Linked DNA regions of Mus musculus: regions 1, 2 and 4 are each linked to region 3. A link is a contact called in public Hi-C and HiChIP or PLAC-seq data. All regions are on one chromosome and are shown on one strand. The core of a region is the stretch at or near the end of the contact, and the rest is flanking DNA. Distances in the headings are between cores, read along the strand shown. Region 1 overlaps Trappc9 (trafficking protein particle complex 9). Region 2 overlaps Trappc9 (trafficking protein particle complex 9). Region 3 holds the start of Kcnk9 (potassium channel, subfamily K, member 9). Region 4 overlaps Trappc9 (trafficking protein particle complex 9).

What was found. Hi-C and Micro-C count contacts between places; a contact is called where the count stands out from the background. HiChIP or PLAC-seq counts read pairs in DNA pulled down with a chosen protein or histone mark.
Region 1: a contact with region 3 is called in an H3K27ac HiChIP or PLAC-seq map of SST interneurons, with 8 times the contacts expected there. The contact joins the enhancer-like site here to the promoter of Kcnk9 in region 3. A contact is called at or near these places in 13 of 39 promoter capture datasets (the C10 cell line, the HPC-7 cell line, HPC-7-derived erythroid cells and 7 more), 7 of 484 Hi-C or Micro-C datasets (the HPC-7 cell line, the N1E-115 cell line, cerebellar granule neurons and 4 more), 9 of 115 datasets of contacts at active chromatin or transcription factors (SST interneurons, T-cell acute lymphoblastic leukemia, embryonic forebrain and 6 more) and 1 of 9 other capture datasets (embryonic stem cells).
Region 2: a contact with region 3 is called in a Hi-C map of cerebral cortex, with 6 times the contacts expected there. The contact joins the enhancer-like site here to the promoter of Kcnk9 in region 3. A contact is called at or near these places in 3 of 39 promoter capture datasets (the HPC-7 cell line, embryonic stem cells and pre-B cells), 4 of 484 Hi-C or Micro-C datasets (the N1E-115 cell line, cerebral cortex and cortical neurons), 7 of 115 datasets of contacts at active chromatin or transcription factors (astrocytes, embryonic forebrain, embryonic midbrain and 4 more) and 2 of 9 other capture datasets (embryonic stem cells and liver).
Region 4: a contact with region 3 is called in a Hi-C map of pancreatic cancer cells, with 3 times the contacts expected there. The contact joins the enhancer-like site here to the promoter of Kcnk9 in region 3. A contact is called at or near these places in 10 of 39 promoter capture datasets (the 3T3-L1 cell line, the C10 cell line, the HPC-7 cell line and 7 more), 1 of 484 Hi-C or Micro-C datasets (pancreatic cancer cells), 5 of 115 datasets of contacts at active chromatin or transcription factors (embryonic forebrain, embryonic midbrain, embryonic stem cells and 2 more) and 1 of 9 other capture datasets (adipose tissue).

The regions. Positions count from the first base shown.
Region 1 is chr15:72,850,196-72,854,449 of GRCm38.p6, forward strand. The region is part of intron 16 of Trappc9 (trafficking protein particle complex 9); the gene reads right to left. Among named protein-coding and RNA genes, the nearest start is that of Gm41343, 21 kb to the left of the region's middle. Within about 2 kb of position 1,701, at least 57 of the 459 cell types and tissues checked have an H3K27ac peak or open chromatin away from gene starts, as enhancers often do. A contact at or near this core is called in the N1E-115 cell line, SST interneurons, cerebellar granule neurons and 7 more, where this site is marked.
Region 2 is chr15:72,905,158-72,909,181 of GRCm38.p6, forward strand. The region is part of intron 15 of Trappc9 (trafficking protein particle complex 9); the gene reads right to left. Among named protein-coding and RNA genes, the nearest start is that of Gm31665, 65 kb to the right of the region's middle. Within about 2 kb of position 1,949, at least 15 of the 459 cell types and tissues checked have an H3K27ac peak or open chromatin away from gene starts, as enhancers often do. A contact at or near this core is called in cerebral cortex and cortical neurons, where this site is marked.
Region 3 is chr15:72,545,569-72,549,458 of GRCm38.p6, forward strand. Kcnk9 (potassium channel, subfamily K, member 9) reads right to left here and starts at 2,131. Exons shown (of 2, transcript NM_001033876.2): 1 at 429-2,131. The coding sequence starts at 711.
Region 4 is chr15:72,946,768-72,950,617 of GRCm38.p6, forward strand. It overlaps Trappc9 (trafficking protein particle complex 9), which reads right to left. Exons shown (of 22, transcript NM_180662.2): 11 at 2,023-2,108. Among named protein-coding and RNA genes, the nearest start is that of Gm31665, 23 kb to the right of the region's middle. Within about 2 kb of position 1,659, at least 9 of the 459 cell types and tissues checked have an H3K27ac peak or open chromatin away from gene starts, as enhancers often do. A contact at or near this core is called in pancreatic cancer cells, where this site is marked.

The sequences.
Region 1 (4,254 bases), core at 451-2,950, 300 kb after region 3:
CACACAATCCGCCAGTATATTAGTCCTCTTGGGAGGTGCTAAATACTTCTTAACTGATTTTTTTTTTAATCTATGCCAAAAGGCCATTAATTGTTTCCTGTTTTCATCCATTTGGTCTTCATTTGTCACTAAGAGCGCTGTACATCAGCAAAGCCCAGTCCCCATCCTCGTAGCAACTCACAGCCTGATGCTGCAGGCAGGGGAAACCAAGGGAACTACAACCTGTGTAGGCATCCGTGTGCCCAGGCAGGGTAGCAGCTGGGTGCCAGGTGAGGGAGGGCTGGGTTAGCTAGCAATCAGCCCCCCTGCTGCAGAATCCCTACCCGGTAATCCTCCAGCCACTCCTCCCAACCTGCTGCAGAATCCCTACCTGGTAATCCTCCAGCCACTCCTCCCAAGTTCTGAAACTGTGCTTTACATCCGAGGCACTGTTCACTCCAAAGACCTATGTTATCCGAGGCACTGTTCACTCCAAAGACCTATGTTTGCCAATTAAGGGAGAGGTTCTGAAGACAGAACAGATCTGTTTTGCCACTGTGGGTGGGGGCTGTATGTCTGAGAATGCATGTGCACAGGTGTGCATGCCACCTTGTCTCCACCGAGTGCCTGCAGTGGTGTGGCATTTAACAATGGTGTGAAAGGTTCTTTCCCAAATCACTGGCTGAAAGATAAAGGAGTTCAAAGACCCTCCCTACCAATTACAAAAGGACAAAGTGTTCCCCATTCAGATTCTACACAGAAACACCTTGTATTCTGCAATCCTCTGCCTCCAGATCCTTCAGCCCATTCACACAGCCATCTTCACAGAAGAAAAGTCACAGCATGGGAGATGGTAACTCCTAGCTCATGCCCTGTAGATATTCCTTGCCACAGCCACTGTCTCTGAAGCCTGGGGGTCTCCCCTTCCCCAAGCCATGGGCTTTTCTAGGTCCTACTTTTCTTTCACTTGACTGTACCAGTTAGTTATCAGTCGGTGAGGGTCGGTGCCAAATGGCTAATTGTCTATATCTCTGGCCAACATTTCCACTTTCTATTTATGATATTTACTTCATTCATCACTCTTAGCTCATCTGCCAACTATAAGCTGCTATGGGTAGAAGAACCAGTCAGGGTTCAAACGCCATGAGTGCCTCCTACTAAGGTGTGTTGAAGGCACGAAGAACTGGGAATTCCATTTAGCCATGGCTCTCATCTTTCTGTGTGGAATCCATGAGCCCTTCCAGACATCAGGTCTGTACATGCCCTAAGGAGTGCTAGCTCAAGGTCTGCTGTGTGAATTACCAGTGAATGAATGAATATTTGGAGGAAATACATACAATTTCTTTTCTTAATAACTTAGTAGCTGTATTGGGGAGACCGTGATAGAGAAACAAGAACAATGGATCTTTAAGAATGCTTGTCTATGATTTAAGCTTTGTTAGTGATGGGCAGTAGCTACAAAGCTATCTTTAGTATCATCTGCTTAAAGGGCAAGAATGGAGACCATCTGTTAGCGGCAATCACTTTTGCTGCCCATTCATTTATAAAGTATACATATTACTTAGGCATAAAATGCACTCCTTTTTTTTTTTAATTTTTGGTTCTGAGTACATATATGTCTTCACATGCCACAAAGCACCCTGGGGGGGAACAAAACATCCTATGGAGAGACTCTTCCCAACCAAACGGGTTAATGGTAACCATGGCAACTGCCTCCAAGAATAGCATCATCTGCAGTAGCATTCATGCTGGGACCGTCGACAGAATGGTTATAAATATACCTATTAGCAGCCTGAACTGAATCTTTAAACAGCACTGTTGGGAGAAAGGGTACCTAAAAATAGCTCCCACGCTTGCATTTGAAGACGTGTCCTCAGAAAAACCGCATCTTGTGCACATACTTTCACACACACAGGAAGATTTTTTTTTTAATTTTCTCTTTTTCTCTAACAATGGGCACCAAAACACTGAAGAAGCATGAGAGACAATGCAGAGCTTTATGGCCTTCTAATTTAATTGCCTCATTCCAAAAAACAGCCTCCACCCCCAAACAGAGCAGGCCAGACTTAGCAGTCAGCAGGTGACAGGCAGGGAAGGGCAAGGTGGCCCCAGAGCCTGCACAGCAGGGTGACCCACAGGCTCCACATACCATGCTCACAAGGAAGGCTGTTTCTGCAGTGACCTCACAGGAACACTGGAGAGAGATAACAGCTACTCCCAGCAAAGGGCCAGCCACTTCCCACATCCACATGATAGTCCTGTGCTTTGTCCACTCTATGCAAGCAATCGTCTCCAGTGTTCCTGAGGCTTTATTCACACTGTCCCTGAGGATGGCGAGTCTGCATACACGACAGGAAGTGAGAACCAGATGGTTACAGGCTTGAACTTTGGCTCAAACACATCATTACTTTTTTCGTATGAATAAATTAACATCTCCAGAGCTCATTTCTTTACTGCTGAAGAAGACTGGTAGAGACTTAGAGTACTGCTACAGGAAGTCAGGACAGAGAAATCTCAGTGCCCAGTACCAGGCATACCCACCCTATGAGTTTCCCTCCTTGCCTTGATCCCCTTCAACTCACAGACCCCAGCACTCTGAGAGCATGGGTCACAGTGCCTAAACAACAGATCTACAGAGCATGGCGCCCATCTGAAAAGCAGCTGCCAGTCAATGAGCTACCCAGGCATAGCATGGGTGGGACAGGAGAGGGAGGAAAGGAAGCCACACCTCTTAAGCATAAAGGTGCATGGCTATCTGCCCAGTAGTTATGAAAGATAAATATTATAAAACAATATTCTGTCACTATGTGGGGCCCAGGCATTGGTCAACCAAAGTGAAGCCAAACAGGCACAGCTTCCTGGTCACATCTTTAACTTGTGATCATCCTGGTCTCCACCCCGTGTGCTAGGTACCAGTACATCACAAGCCTGATAACAGCAGGACCACTTGACTCAGTCCTATCCCTCAGTTTGTCCTGTCTGTTCTTGGCTTCTCTTCTTATCATGTGAATTCTAATGTCAGCTCTTCCCATTGATTTTAAAAGCCTGGTTAGGGGGCTGGTGAGATGGCTCAGTGGGTTAGAGCACCCGACTGCTCTTCCGAAGGTCCAGAGTTCAAATCCCAGCAACCACATGGTGGCTCACAACCATCCGTAACAAGATCTGACCCCCTCTTCTGGAGTGTCTGAAGACAGCTACAATGTACTTACATATAATAAATAAATAAATAAATAAATAAATAAATAAATAAATAAAAAGAAAAAAAAAATAAAAGCCTGGTTAGGATTTTGTCATGAGTAAGCTGTGACTTGTGTAGCATTAGCATCAGGAGAGAAGAGAGGTAAGAAAACCTCTCCCCAAAGCTAAATACTGCATCCATGAACATGGTATACTATGGCCAGTCTACCTGGTCCACTCGTGTTTCATGCTTACCATTATATACCTCTCCTCAGAAAGGCGTTGGATGAATATTTGGGTTTCTGCCTTTCCAGTACTGTACAGAGCTGATTCACGAAGGGCAAGACCAGATTTCTAAGCTGGGTTTGATTGATATGCAATAATGAATTTTTTTTTTTAATTAAGAAAATCTGAATGCTACCAACACAGTCTGCACATAGATTCTTTCAGTTTTCCCCACAGTAAGTCCTCTCATCTGTTGATCAGGTCGGATTTGGTTACCCCATCTTAATCCATGTATATCATGTGTCTTTATCTTTCTTCCTGCATTTCTCCAGCCAGGACATAGTCACGTGGAGAAGACATGGTAGGCGCCCTTGACTTGTTCACAACTTAAGAGTTAAGTTGTCTTATTCAGGACTTCAGACATAAAGTGTCAAGTTTTACCATTAAATTTAACATTTCCTAAGGTTTTCAGATAGACAGCTTTTACAAGCCTAGTAATTTCTATGTTTGCCTTATTTTACAAAGGGGAAAAAAAACCAGTTGTGGACAAAGCAGATTTTACTGAGTTATTCTAAAACTTTAAATTATTACATTTTCCTTCAGACTGCTAGTATGATATGAACAACTTGTTCACAAAGAACCATCTTTGTTGCCTCTGAGACAAGTGCTCCCTAGTCATGGCATAGAATTCATTTCCTTTTCTACATAGGCTGGTGTGCCAATACTTCATCTTGGGCCTTCTTTTTTTTTTTTTTTTTTTCTTGGCATTATGTTAAAATTTTAGCCACCGATGAAACTCTTGGATCCAAAAGTCAGCTAACTGCCTCAGAGTTTGCCTTACTCCTAGGCTATGAAATGTTTACTTTGTTTTAG
Region 2 (4,024 bases), core at 699-3,198, 360 kb after region 3:
CCTGAAAATTGGGGAACCAGGAGGAAAAGGACAGCTCTCAACATGAGTGAACATCATCCAAGCATCAGAACCATGGGTGGTACAGACTCGACCCTAGAGAGACTCTCCTGCACTTCTCCAATCTTTGGACTCCAGAATTTGCCCTCCGTGTCTTCCAAGGTTTTCAGCCCTTCTGCCTCAGACTGATCCATGTTCCTCCAGAGTCTCCAGCTCATGGGCAACCTGTTGCAGGGCTTTCCGCCCTCCACAACTATGTGAGCCAGTTCCTATTGTACCCAGCAGCAGCCCCTCCTCTCTGATGAACCCTGGCAGATCTGATAACTGGTCATGCAGCAGGCACAAGTGCATGGGGGCATCCAACTCGTTCCACACTCCCTGTAAAGTGGGCATTGCCATAGTGATTGTACGCATGAGAGAGCCAAGGTTCCAATGAGGTGACTTCTTCAGTATTACACGGCCCATCAACACATAGCTAAAACACAAACTTGGAACCACCGGCCACCCTGACACAAAAGCAACATCCTGAGCTCACCAGCATCCCCAGAGGTCCAAACTATATATATATATATATATATCAAAACACTACCAAACCTATGGTTAGGGCTTACAAATGGCTTAGCAACCAACCCTAGTGACAGGCTATGTTTTTTTTTTTTTAACGTGCTTCTAGAAAGAAAGAAAAAGATATGAACGAACAAGGAGATTGTGTGTATGTGTGTGTGTGTGTGTGTGTGTGTGTGTGTGTGTGTGTGTATGGTAACAGATACCTAAAATAAACTTGAATAGAATGTAACTAAAATAAAATACACTTGCAAAGGTAAAAGAAAGCAAAGGGTGTCTCGTGGGAGTCTGTCAGCGTAGGCTGTTCCAGGTAGAATATTTTTCAAAGATGCCTTCTCATGTATTCATAAAATCCATGGATGCCAAAAGAGCCCATCTGGTTATCATAAAATATGCTCAAGAAAACCAGAGCAGTAGAAGCAGTTGGCTAAAACGATGAGCCAACACTCATCCTTAATTTCCGTAGAGAAAGCATGTTTGTTCATTCAGAAACTCCGCAGTGTGTTTAGGAAAGTAAAAATATGTCTATGGTGACAGTGGAATTGGAGCAGCACGGTCCCCAGCCTCCATGGACAGCCTCATCCGGACACTTCTCTCCCTCCACAGGTGCACACAGTGATGGCACCAGACCTAAGGCCTTCTGCCCTTTCCAGTGTCTGGAGGCTTCCCATTGTCTGCCTGAACACATAGAGTGCTCTGGGGTTCCCAGAAAAGTTGTAGCTTGGGGTACAGTAGCTACTGATATAGGTGGTTAAGTAACCTTCTTTCCATAGAAGAGGATAGATTAGTTCCAGGCTTTATATATATATATATATGTGTGTGTGTATACCCACAAACACACACACATATATATGATTACATATCAAGCTGCTATTAAATCATTTCTTATGGAATAAGATGTCAATCAAAAAAGTGATGATTTTTCTTGATGCTACAACAAAACCATAGAAGGAAGGTAGTTTGTAGCTGCCCTGGAGTGAGACATGCAGAGTTCTCTGGGGAGGCCACTAGTGCAGAGTGGTAGATGTGGCCACAGGTAAGCTTGCTCTTCCTCCTTTTCCCTGTGTACTGTCACTGAATGGCCCTATGCTCGCAGCCTGGGGTTCAGCAGAGACACCAGTGGCTTGCTAAGCTCTGATGAGATCCCGCTCTGCTTCCCACGGGTGGGTACGCTTCTTGCCACCTTTCTGATGAACACCCTGGGAGCAGGCTGCTAAGGGCAGAGGCATCAACACGGTTGTTCATCCAGAGTCCAGGGCTATGTGTGAATCACATCTGACGGTGTACCGCTTCACAGTTTGCTGACAGCTAAAGCAGGGGTTGCCACTGTGGCCTGGGATTACTTTTATCAGTGGGCCGCTGCTCTGCAGTCGGCTGTGTTCTCTCCCATGACCTGCCCGCTCCCCTAACGCTGTCCTCTGAGATCGGAAGAGCTGTTCAGCATCCCTGCCCTGGTCTGCTGTTCTCTTGTGAGAATAAATATGGATTTTTGGAGTTCTCAGTCTTATTTTTTTAAAGAGTGGTGTGACTCATCCCAAAGCACCCGGAAGCTGAAGGCAGCTTGCTTGCAGTCTTAACACAGGGGTATATCTCTTTCTGTCTTTGGAATTCCTAGATGCCTCAGTATTACCACAAACATGTGTTTTGGTTTTGATTTTTTTTTAAAAGAAAGCCTGAGATTTTGTTGAAACTTGGCTTTTCCTTGGTTTAGAAAACATAAGGACGGAGAGAATATTTAACAGTGCCCAACACACTCGCCTGGCATGCAATTCAGTTACTTCCTGCCTGTTCTCACAGGGTCTTCATTTGTGACCAGGAGATCACACCGGTCCTGCTGTCGACATGCCCCTGTGCCAGCACAAGCCCCCTGAGAATCTGTCTGAATGCATGTCGCCCTACTGTGCTTGAGAGGGCAAGTCCAGGATCCTTGTCTCTGAATTCCCAGGTTCTGCCTACCTGCCGCCTACCTGGGTGTCCCTTCCTCACTCAGCCCTTGCCCCCTCAGCCTCGAGAGCTATTCCTTGGTCTCCTTTGAAAAGCCCTGCTGTCCCCCTTTGTCATCAGAAACAGGGGTTCCCCCCCACACACCCAGGGCTCCATGAGAACTTTTCTACCTTGACCCACGCTGCCTTTGTGAAGATGTTCTCATCGGCCATCTGCCTTCAGGGACCAGACACAACCTCTACCCAGTTCCCGGTCCTGTGGGCTTTTGGTCCTTTGGGGAGACAGGGGAGCTCTGACTCCTAAGTTGCCCATTCCCTAGCTGGGTCCCCATGGCAACCTCATTGCTGCTTTCATACTTGTTGCCCCTTTCTCTGCCTTGTGTTTTATACAAACAGGGTGGGCTGCTGCCTTCTCCCCAGCCAGTGTTAACTTCCTTGGTGCCTTCTCTTCTCTGCCCCCTTAGCCCCTTATAGAAGGCCTCCAGGGACGAGAGACTCTGGGCCTGCAGCCCTAGCCTCTTCACAGTCTGACCATCCCATCTAGGCCTTGAGTGGTTCACTGGTGACTTTGAACAGATGTTTATTCTCTTCTGCCAACTTTTTTTTTTCCATATTTGAACTGAAACGGGGGGGGGGGGTATCTTAGATTTTAATCCTGACCTATGATTGCTTTTGGGTTGTGTTGGCCATTGAGTGTTGCTTTTGTTTTGTATTCAGTGGGCTGTCTGCTTTTGCTCCAAAGGAACAAAGCTAATGTGCTGGACTGCCTGCCCATCGTTATATTTAGCCCTGCCACCTACCTGCCTTCTGACTCACAGACAGTCATTTCACAGCGCCGCAGCGTAGCCATGGGAAAGGTCAGCCTGTCCCTGCCTCCCTGGGGCTCGTAGGAGAGCATCTCTGCTGATGTAGACAGCTTCGTGCCACCCACCACATTTGCCCCAGAGGTCTGTTTAATAACCTATGAAGTACGTACATTACTAGGCCCCCTGTTCGGCCAGCATGTGGGAAGGTTGACTTTGTTCTTTGGTTTAAATTCCGGTTGGAAAATAACTTTCTAAGCCCCTGGGATGGAGACTGGGGTGTTTGTCATTCATCAGCAACAGGTGACTGCACTGCAGGCAACGAGAGCCTCTCTGTGGACCATCGATCGATCTCCTGTGCTCATCATTGCTCTCTCCAGTCAAGCTGTGGTGACTCACCAAGAGACAACTGCCGGGTGGGGGTGGCTGTTCAGTGGAAGGAATGATGATAGGTGCTTCCGTCCAAACAGGAAGAGTTGGTGTCTGGTGGAGTACGGACCCTGTACTGCTAGCTCAGGGTCCAGACTGCCCAAGCATTTCCAGTGCTGTTCTTACCTCCCCACGACCACCTTCTCTACTCTCACCCAAGCTCTAACCCCCCTCATCTTTCCTGTTTCTGCCATCGTTGGCCTCCCAGCTACAGCTTCCCCTCCTTGCTGCCTTCCGCATGGGCATCATGGCCACACTGCTGGTGCACAGTGGCTTTGCCTCTCTTTA
Region 3 (3,890 bases), core at 881-3,380:
AAACAACCTCCTGTCACCTTAATGTCCCACCAGCTTTGTCCCAAATTCCCCAAGAGATAGTAAGTTTAAGGCTTGGAACCCACTCAGGGAAGCGCAGCCAACACTGGGGCGTTAGGTGGGTGGGTGTTCGGCTGTGGGATTATTCTTAGCGCTCCACTCTTCGCAAAAGTGGCGCCTCCACCCTCAAGACAACAGCACTGACTCTGAGAGTTCCCAAGCCTGGCCCAAACACCAGAGCAGTCTGGGGCACCAGATAGGGTCCCCTGGAAGAGTGAGGTCATGCCCCTGAGGGATGAGACACTGAAACAGGGTCTGTCTTAAACCTGGGAAGCCCCCACCCCCACCTCAGCATTGCTTCGTGTGCGCTACATCTCCTAGACCCCTCCCGTGTCTCCCTCGAGCCCGGTGGCGGCACACCCATTCCTTACCGATAGTTGTGATGACAGTGATGGCGAAGTAGAAGGAACCGGCGAATTTCCACTGGACACCAGCGCGGTGGGGCTCAGACTGCAGGATTACCAGCTCCAGCTGCTGGTAGTCATCGGAGCTGATGTTGTACTTGCCTCTGAGACGGACTTCTTCGGCTTTAAGTTTCTCCTCCTCGCGCATCTCATGGTCCGACTCGAGGGCGTCGAACACCGCGGCACCGACCAGCAGGTAGGTGAAGGTACAGGCGATCAAGGACAGGGTACGCACGTTCTGCCGCTTCATGGCCGCGAAGAAGGAGATGCTAAAGGGAAGTTGGACCAGACCACGAGAATCCCAATGCAGCGCGGCGCTGACCAAGCCTCCTCTACGATGGAGTCGAAGTTGCAAGCGGTGGTAGCAGCAGATGCCACAGCTGATGTTGGAAATTTCGGTCTCCTCTTGGGCATCATCACTTTCACGAACTTCACCACCACCTGAAGGCTGAGGGGTCTCCCCGGGTGCCGCGGGCTCCTGGGACTCAACGACCTCACCGGGCTCCCCGGACTCTGCGGATTCTGCGGGACCAGCGGACGCCCCGGGCTCGGCAGGCTCGGCTTCCTCTGCGGGCGCAGCGGGTTCCGCGGGCGCAGCGGGTTCCGCGGGCGCAGCGGGTTCCGCCGGCTCAGCGGGTTCCGCGGGCTCAGCGGGTTCCGCGGGCTCAGCGGGTTCCGCGGGCGCAGCGGGTTCCGCGGGCGCAGCGGGTTCCGTGGGCGCAGCGGGTTCCGCCGGCGCAGCGGGTTCCGCGGGCACAGCGGGCTCTTCGGGAGCACCCAGTGCAACGGATTCCGCGTACACAGGGGGGTCCGCGGGCGTGGTGATCACCACCGGGGCGCGCGAAATGGTGGACATGTTGATGACATTGCTTTGGCGCGGAGGCCAGCGATCCTGAACCCGGGACACCCTATGCCAGGCCTGGGTCAAGCGGTTTGCCCCAGTGCGGATGGTTGTGCGGATGGATGGCCCAAGCTCGTTCCGCGCGGGCTGTCTGGTCCTGGGCACCTCGCCCCTCGAGCCTGCGGGCTCGGTTGGGGCAGGATCGGTAGCCGGGACAGAGGGAGACCCGGGGAGGGGTTCCCCATCCCTGATGCGTTCCCCGGCTAGCGGGGCCCAGCTAATCGCCTCCAGTGTGGCGGTTGCCCCGCGGGGACCTGCTTCTCCCTCTAGCTTTCTTCACCCCCTTTGGGTTGGGGGAAATAGAAAGTTTGCTAAGTGAAGGAGTCTCTAGAATCCCTGCAAGCAGGGATAAAGTCTATCTAGCAGGGGCAACGGGCGAGGAAACCCGATGCCCCAAGATCCGAAAGCCCCGTGCCCACCTGGGCGCGCGGGGCACGCGGGGTGCCCGCCGCGCGACAGCCGATCTGCGAAGTTTGTTCTGCTCAGCCTCTGAAGCTCAGGAACACGACGAAGCCCAAGACAGGAGCCGCGACGGAGCTACCTCGGGGACGAAGAGGGAACTGCGCGGCAGCGGCCGGCCAGCCAGCTCCTCGCCGGGTGGCGGGCGAGGTGGCGGCGGCGGCGGGAGGGGTCCCGCAGCCCTGGAGGAACTGAAGGGTAGGGATGGGGACAGGCAAAGGCGCATCAGCTGCCCGAGGATCCTAAGACTCTGGCGTCCAGGAGTCCAGAGAGGCAGCCGCCGCTCTGGTCTGCCTGAGGCGCTGTGCGTGCGCGCCGGAGGGAGCCCGAGTGTATGTATTCGCGGGTGTGCGTGCGCGCGTGTTTGCGTTTGACGGCCCCGCTCCGGCGGGAGGGAGGGGGGCAGGCTACTCCGAGGACCGGCTTCCCTCCCTCCTCTCTTTTCTCCCTCCCTCCCTCCCTCCTGCAGCCTCTGGGTCGCGCCACCTCCCGCCTGGTCCCCAGCCAGCTGGTGAGGCGGCAGTGGCAGCTCCTGCAGCAGACCTGGTACTGCGCAGGGTGCACATGAAGGAGCCCAGGAGTGATGGCCAGAGAGAGAGAAAAGGAAAGGGGTTGAACTAGGTGCTGCTAGGGTTCGGGGATGGGAGGCCAGCTGCTAGAGGGTTTGAGATGGGGATGAAGTGGCTTCCTTCTGAAAAAGTACTGCTCCCCTAAGAGCGCACCCAACCTTGGCAAAGTGAAGAGAGAGTTTGAGGGCCCTGCAGCTGGGGATGAAAAACGAATTTGACCAGTGGAGACAGATTAACCTTTTATGGGGGAAAACAACAACAACAACAAAAACCGGGAGAGTTGGAAATAGAAAAGGAAGGGGCTATGAGCCCTGGAGAGTGCAACAGCAGTGGCCACACGCTCCCCCTTGTAACACACACACACACACACACACACACACACACACACACACGTCCAGCTGCAGCAGCCACCTGGCTCAGCAGCGCCCTACTGGATACTGCCTTCTAGATTGTTGGGGTTTTGACAGCCACCTTAGTTCGGATAGTGGCTGTGTCCCGGGTGGTCTTGCACCTGCTACCCCCCTTCCCCGCTACTTTTCCCTAGAGATCTCGCAGACCACCACTTTTAAGAGTTACACCTCAAGAAAGGATGGACAGGAATTCTCATTTCCCCTCTCCAGCAGTAGCCTCCCCGCCCCCACCCCCCATCCCCACTTCCCCCAGTGCGCGCGCTTCTTCACTGTTCATTTCTTGATTCCTCTGCTGAGGAGCAGAGTGCAGGAACTTCCCCCCCCCCCGCGCGCGCTCCCCCGGCGAGGCACCCTCCAGGTTAAGGCTTGGAAATAGAACAGGAGGATCTGGCCAGGGAGCTACTAGCCTTTGAGTTTAAGGAAGAAGCCAGGATTCCTGTTTAGGTCTTCTGGGTTCCCCACCCACCCATCCTCTTTAGGTTGCCCAGAGGTTTTCTTGCTCACAAAGCTCCCCTAGAGCAGTGCTGCTGCGGACTGGGACAGACAGAATCACGCTTTTGAGACCCCGGGCTTTGGTTTCCTCGACCAGGCTATCTTCTCTGTCCCTAGCCATGGACGCTGATGAAGAGATCTGGTGACCACCAAGCAACAGCTAAAAGGCGGGAGCTAGAAGCTGTCCATGGAGATAGGAGCAGCCTGTGAATCGTCCCCAGCTGTTGAAAGAGTTCGGAGACTTAGAAACCCTGTGTTCTTCAGCTTCCTAGACCATGCCCCAGCCTCTGTCTACCCAGACGCATAGCCCGATGGACTAGGGGCTTCATGTATGCTCCCAGGTAAAATTTAAAGGATCATGAGTGCACCACAGGGCAGGGGCATCGGGCGCTGTGAGCTATTCCTGAACAGTCAAGTCTCCGTGTGGTCTTCCTGGTACCCGGATGGGGAGCTCCACCTGATCAGGTGCGCTCCCCAAAATTCATTTTGGAAGCCAAGGCCCCCGTGCTTTGCAAGGGAGCCTGGCTGCGGAGTGAGTCACCACAAGCGAGCAACAAAGATTCCCAGCAGCTGGTAATTAATTGAGTCGTGGCTCAGC
Region 4 (3,850 bases), core at 409-2,908, 400 kb after region 3:
GTTGTGAGCTATCAAAAATAAAACAAAACACAAAAACATGAAAACTGGAAAGGGAAAAGAAGGAAATAGCATTAACAAGACCATAAACATGTTGGAGTAAATTCCAAAATGTTGTGCAAGATTCCATGGCAGATACTGAACACGACCGGAACAAAGAGGACCTCAACGGAGAAAGAATTCCGAGATTCTCCCAAGCAGATGGTTCTCCGCAGGACAGTGGTCAAAATGGGAGGAACTCACCTTGGATACACTGACCAGGAGTGGGTGTGTGCACAGACTCGTGAGCACTACTCACAACATTAGGAAGTATGCCAGCATCAAAAGTAGGGGTGCAGGGAGGGACCCTGGGGGAACGGGCTGGGATAGCAGAAGTGTGAACCACAGGAGTTTATGTGCACACACACACACACACCTGTGCACAGAGAAAAGAAAGCATGTGCATGTATGCCCACACTTACACACCCTTCCCCAGCTCTGTCTTCAGAGAACACCAGAAGCCAAAGCACTCTGGTAGCATCCAATGATGTATGTGCGGTGTGGATAGACGTCATGGGTAAGAGTAGAAGAAAAGCCAACTATATGGCTGTTGTCCCTAAGCAAAACACATGGACACTTAACTTATGTTCAAGCTAACTAAAGCCAAATGGCAGTTGCTAATACATCCTCAGAGTAGGTAGTGAATATATTAGAGTTTATGCCTAAAATGCTTCATAAATAAATATTTTCAGTTTCTGACACCAAGTGGTGGGCTATCTCCAAGTAGAGTTTTGAGTTATAGTTTTTTACTCTTAATATTTTACAATAAGCATATATTTTTAATGTGCTTATCATGAAAATAATGAAAGCAATCTTTTTAAAGACTTGTTTTTTTTTAAATAAGCCAAGCATACTAAACATGTCTTGAATCCCAGCACTTGGGAGGCACGGGCAGGTATAGTGCTGTGAGTTCAAGCCCAGCCAGTTACATAGTGAGCCTTTGTCTCAAAGACAAAAAGAAAGGGGTGCAGGGAGAGAAAGATAAATAGATAGATATGGAGAGGCAGCAGCAGCCCTTGGACAGCAGCAATATATTCTCACAGAGGGCAGGGCAGATAGCCCAGCAATAAGTTTATCAAGCAAGAAAGAGGTCCAGAGTTTGGGCCCCCAGAGCCCACACAATACCAGGTGAGTGTGAAAGCTAACCTTTAACTCCAGCCTCAGAAGGGATCCATGGAGCAAGATGGCTAGTTAGACTAGCCACATTGGCAAGCTCTGGATTTGATGAGGAGATCCTGCCTCAAAAAAATTAAGGTGGCCGGGCAGTGGTGGCACACAACTTTAATCCCAGCACTCAGGAGGCAGAGACAGGTGGATCTCTGAGTTCAAGGCCACCCTGTTCTATAGAATGAGTTCCAGGACAGCCAGGGCTACACAGAGAAACCATGTCTCTAAAAACCAAATAGAAACAAAATTGAGGTGAAAGAGCAATGGGGAAGAGCCTCACCACCAAGCTGGGCCCTCCACATGCACACTGCACATATCCCTGTGCACACTGCACATATCCCTGTGCACACATGAGAGGGAAAGCCCTAAAGAAGGATCCATAGAACAGTGTGCACAGGGCCTAGCCTGTCCCATGTGATGAGGTTATATACACCTCCTTCCCTCACCACACATGTTCTGAGGAGCATGACTAACTACAGAGCGATCATCAAGAGGGTGAGGTCAGAGCCATGCAGTGCAAACATTCTTTTCTTACTAAACCACAGCCTGTACTAAACCTTGAGCCCTGACCTCCAGATGACTATTTCAAATCTATATTCAATCAATTAAGATCACTGTGTACATTAAACTGAAGGCTTACTTGTAAATAAGTGCCAAGCAAAGATACTAAAATGACAAAGCACAGCCTCTGCACACAGGATGTCCAGAGACCTCACCTAACCAGAAATAAAATCAAGTGGATGTCAGTGGATATTTATGGCCGACATTAAGTACTACTCAGTGATAATAGATTTAGGTCAAATGTCTTGTTGCACGTACCATGTTTTCCACGCGGAGCTCAAACGGCATTGGGTTGTACACCATCAGCTGAACTTCACACACATCTCCTTGAACCCACTGGAAATCTACAAAATACATAGAAAAGATCTCCAAGGTGAGTTGGTACCATTGCTCTTCTTGGTTTGTTGCTGCGTGCGTTCATCTGGAGAGCAGAGTAATGGGCCACATGCTTGCCTTGGCATGAGCAGTTCACACTGAGTTCCCTCTGCAGCTAGGAAACATAGCAGACCAGTGATGATGGCTATGGTGGTGACCAGTGCTTCTCTGGGCAGGTACAGGGGCCTCTTGCAAGAGGCCCAGAGCATGATTTCTCTATGTCCCCTAAAACCTGGTTAGGCATACTCCTGATTTATTGCAACAACCTGCTTTGGGGCACACACAACTGCCCCAAAGGTCTCTGAATAGCCACCACTGAGAAATAGTCTCTCACTTGATCCAGAACAACCCTGAGCCAGGTTCTAAAGTCCCACTCCACATATGACACAACTGGAGCCCAGGGTGGTACTATCAGTACCCGAAGTCACCTAATAGAAGTAAGAGCTTCAGATCCAGGCTACAGTAGCACCTAGAATGACCCCTGACAGCCCCGGCCTGTCCAGGCCACTACTTTGCCCCTGGGGCAGTGATTGATATCAGCACAAGACCTTACAAAGACATGAAGTCCTAGTGCAAATGACATCAGACCCAGGAAGGTATGGTGACTTTGGTCTGGAATGTCGTTCCTCAAGGAGGCTGAAGCAGGGGTATCAAGACAGAAGATCCTGTCTTAAAACAAAGAAGCCAGGAGATTCTGCACCCTATTGTGCTCCAGCCCTGCACCTTGGCTGTCCAGCTTCCTCTAGACGGCCCTTTGTGGGTGCCATCTGGATCAGTGGTAAGCTTTCTTTCCCTTAAGAACTGGTTAGGAAAGGCATTGTCTAGATAAAATGTCAGAGGGGAATTATGGAAGCTGGGGTAGTGCTGGATCAGATGAAATGGGGGACCATTTACTCAGAGATGAGTAAGAATCTGGTGACAGAAAGAGAGCATTAAGCAAGCATGGTGCTTCTCGGCACGCGGCACACCACCACTGGCTGCCTAGGTTGTACATCAATGAAGCTGGTTCAGCTGCACTTTCCCTGATTCAGTCGTAAGAAGCTGTTGAAGCTTCCTTGTATGAACGTAGTCTCTATCTGCAGGAGAGACAGAGGCAAACACTGTTTAGCCAGCAGGCTTGACCAAACCACGTGCAGCCCCACACAGCATCATAAACTTACTTAAAATATTAGGAGATTTTTGCTTGCTTGCTTGCTTGCTTGGTTGGTTGCTTGCTTGCTTGGTTGGTTGGTTGGTTTGGTTTGGTTTGGTTTGGTTTGGTTTGGTTTGGTTTGGCTTGGATTCTTGGTTTGTTTTGTTTTGCTTTGCTTTCTTTGTTTGGAATGGGGAACTCAACTGGGAGGCTCTCAAGGGTGAACTTTGTAGATAACAATGTTGTGTTAGAGTGCCGGGAGATGTGACAGGCTGACCAACTCCAGCAGTTTGCACAGCTGTAGGCCACATGTGCCAGGGTCCGTGTTTTCAGGCACAGGAGAGTGAACCTTTCTCCTGGATGCCAAGGAAGCGCTCTAACAAACAAGCTATGTTTCAACTCCAAATGTACATTTTTGAGTGGAAAATGTAGCTTCTATTCTATAGCTTCTAATGCCCTTCCTGGAACGAGCCTGATTACTGAGTCCACACTGGAGGCCTGAAGACTAGGCATCTTTGGTTTAAATTCCAAATGTTTTTAAGTACTAGAGTTACTGTAGCATCAGAGTGGTCGTGGATC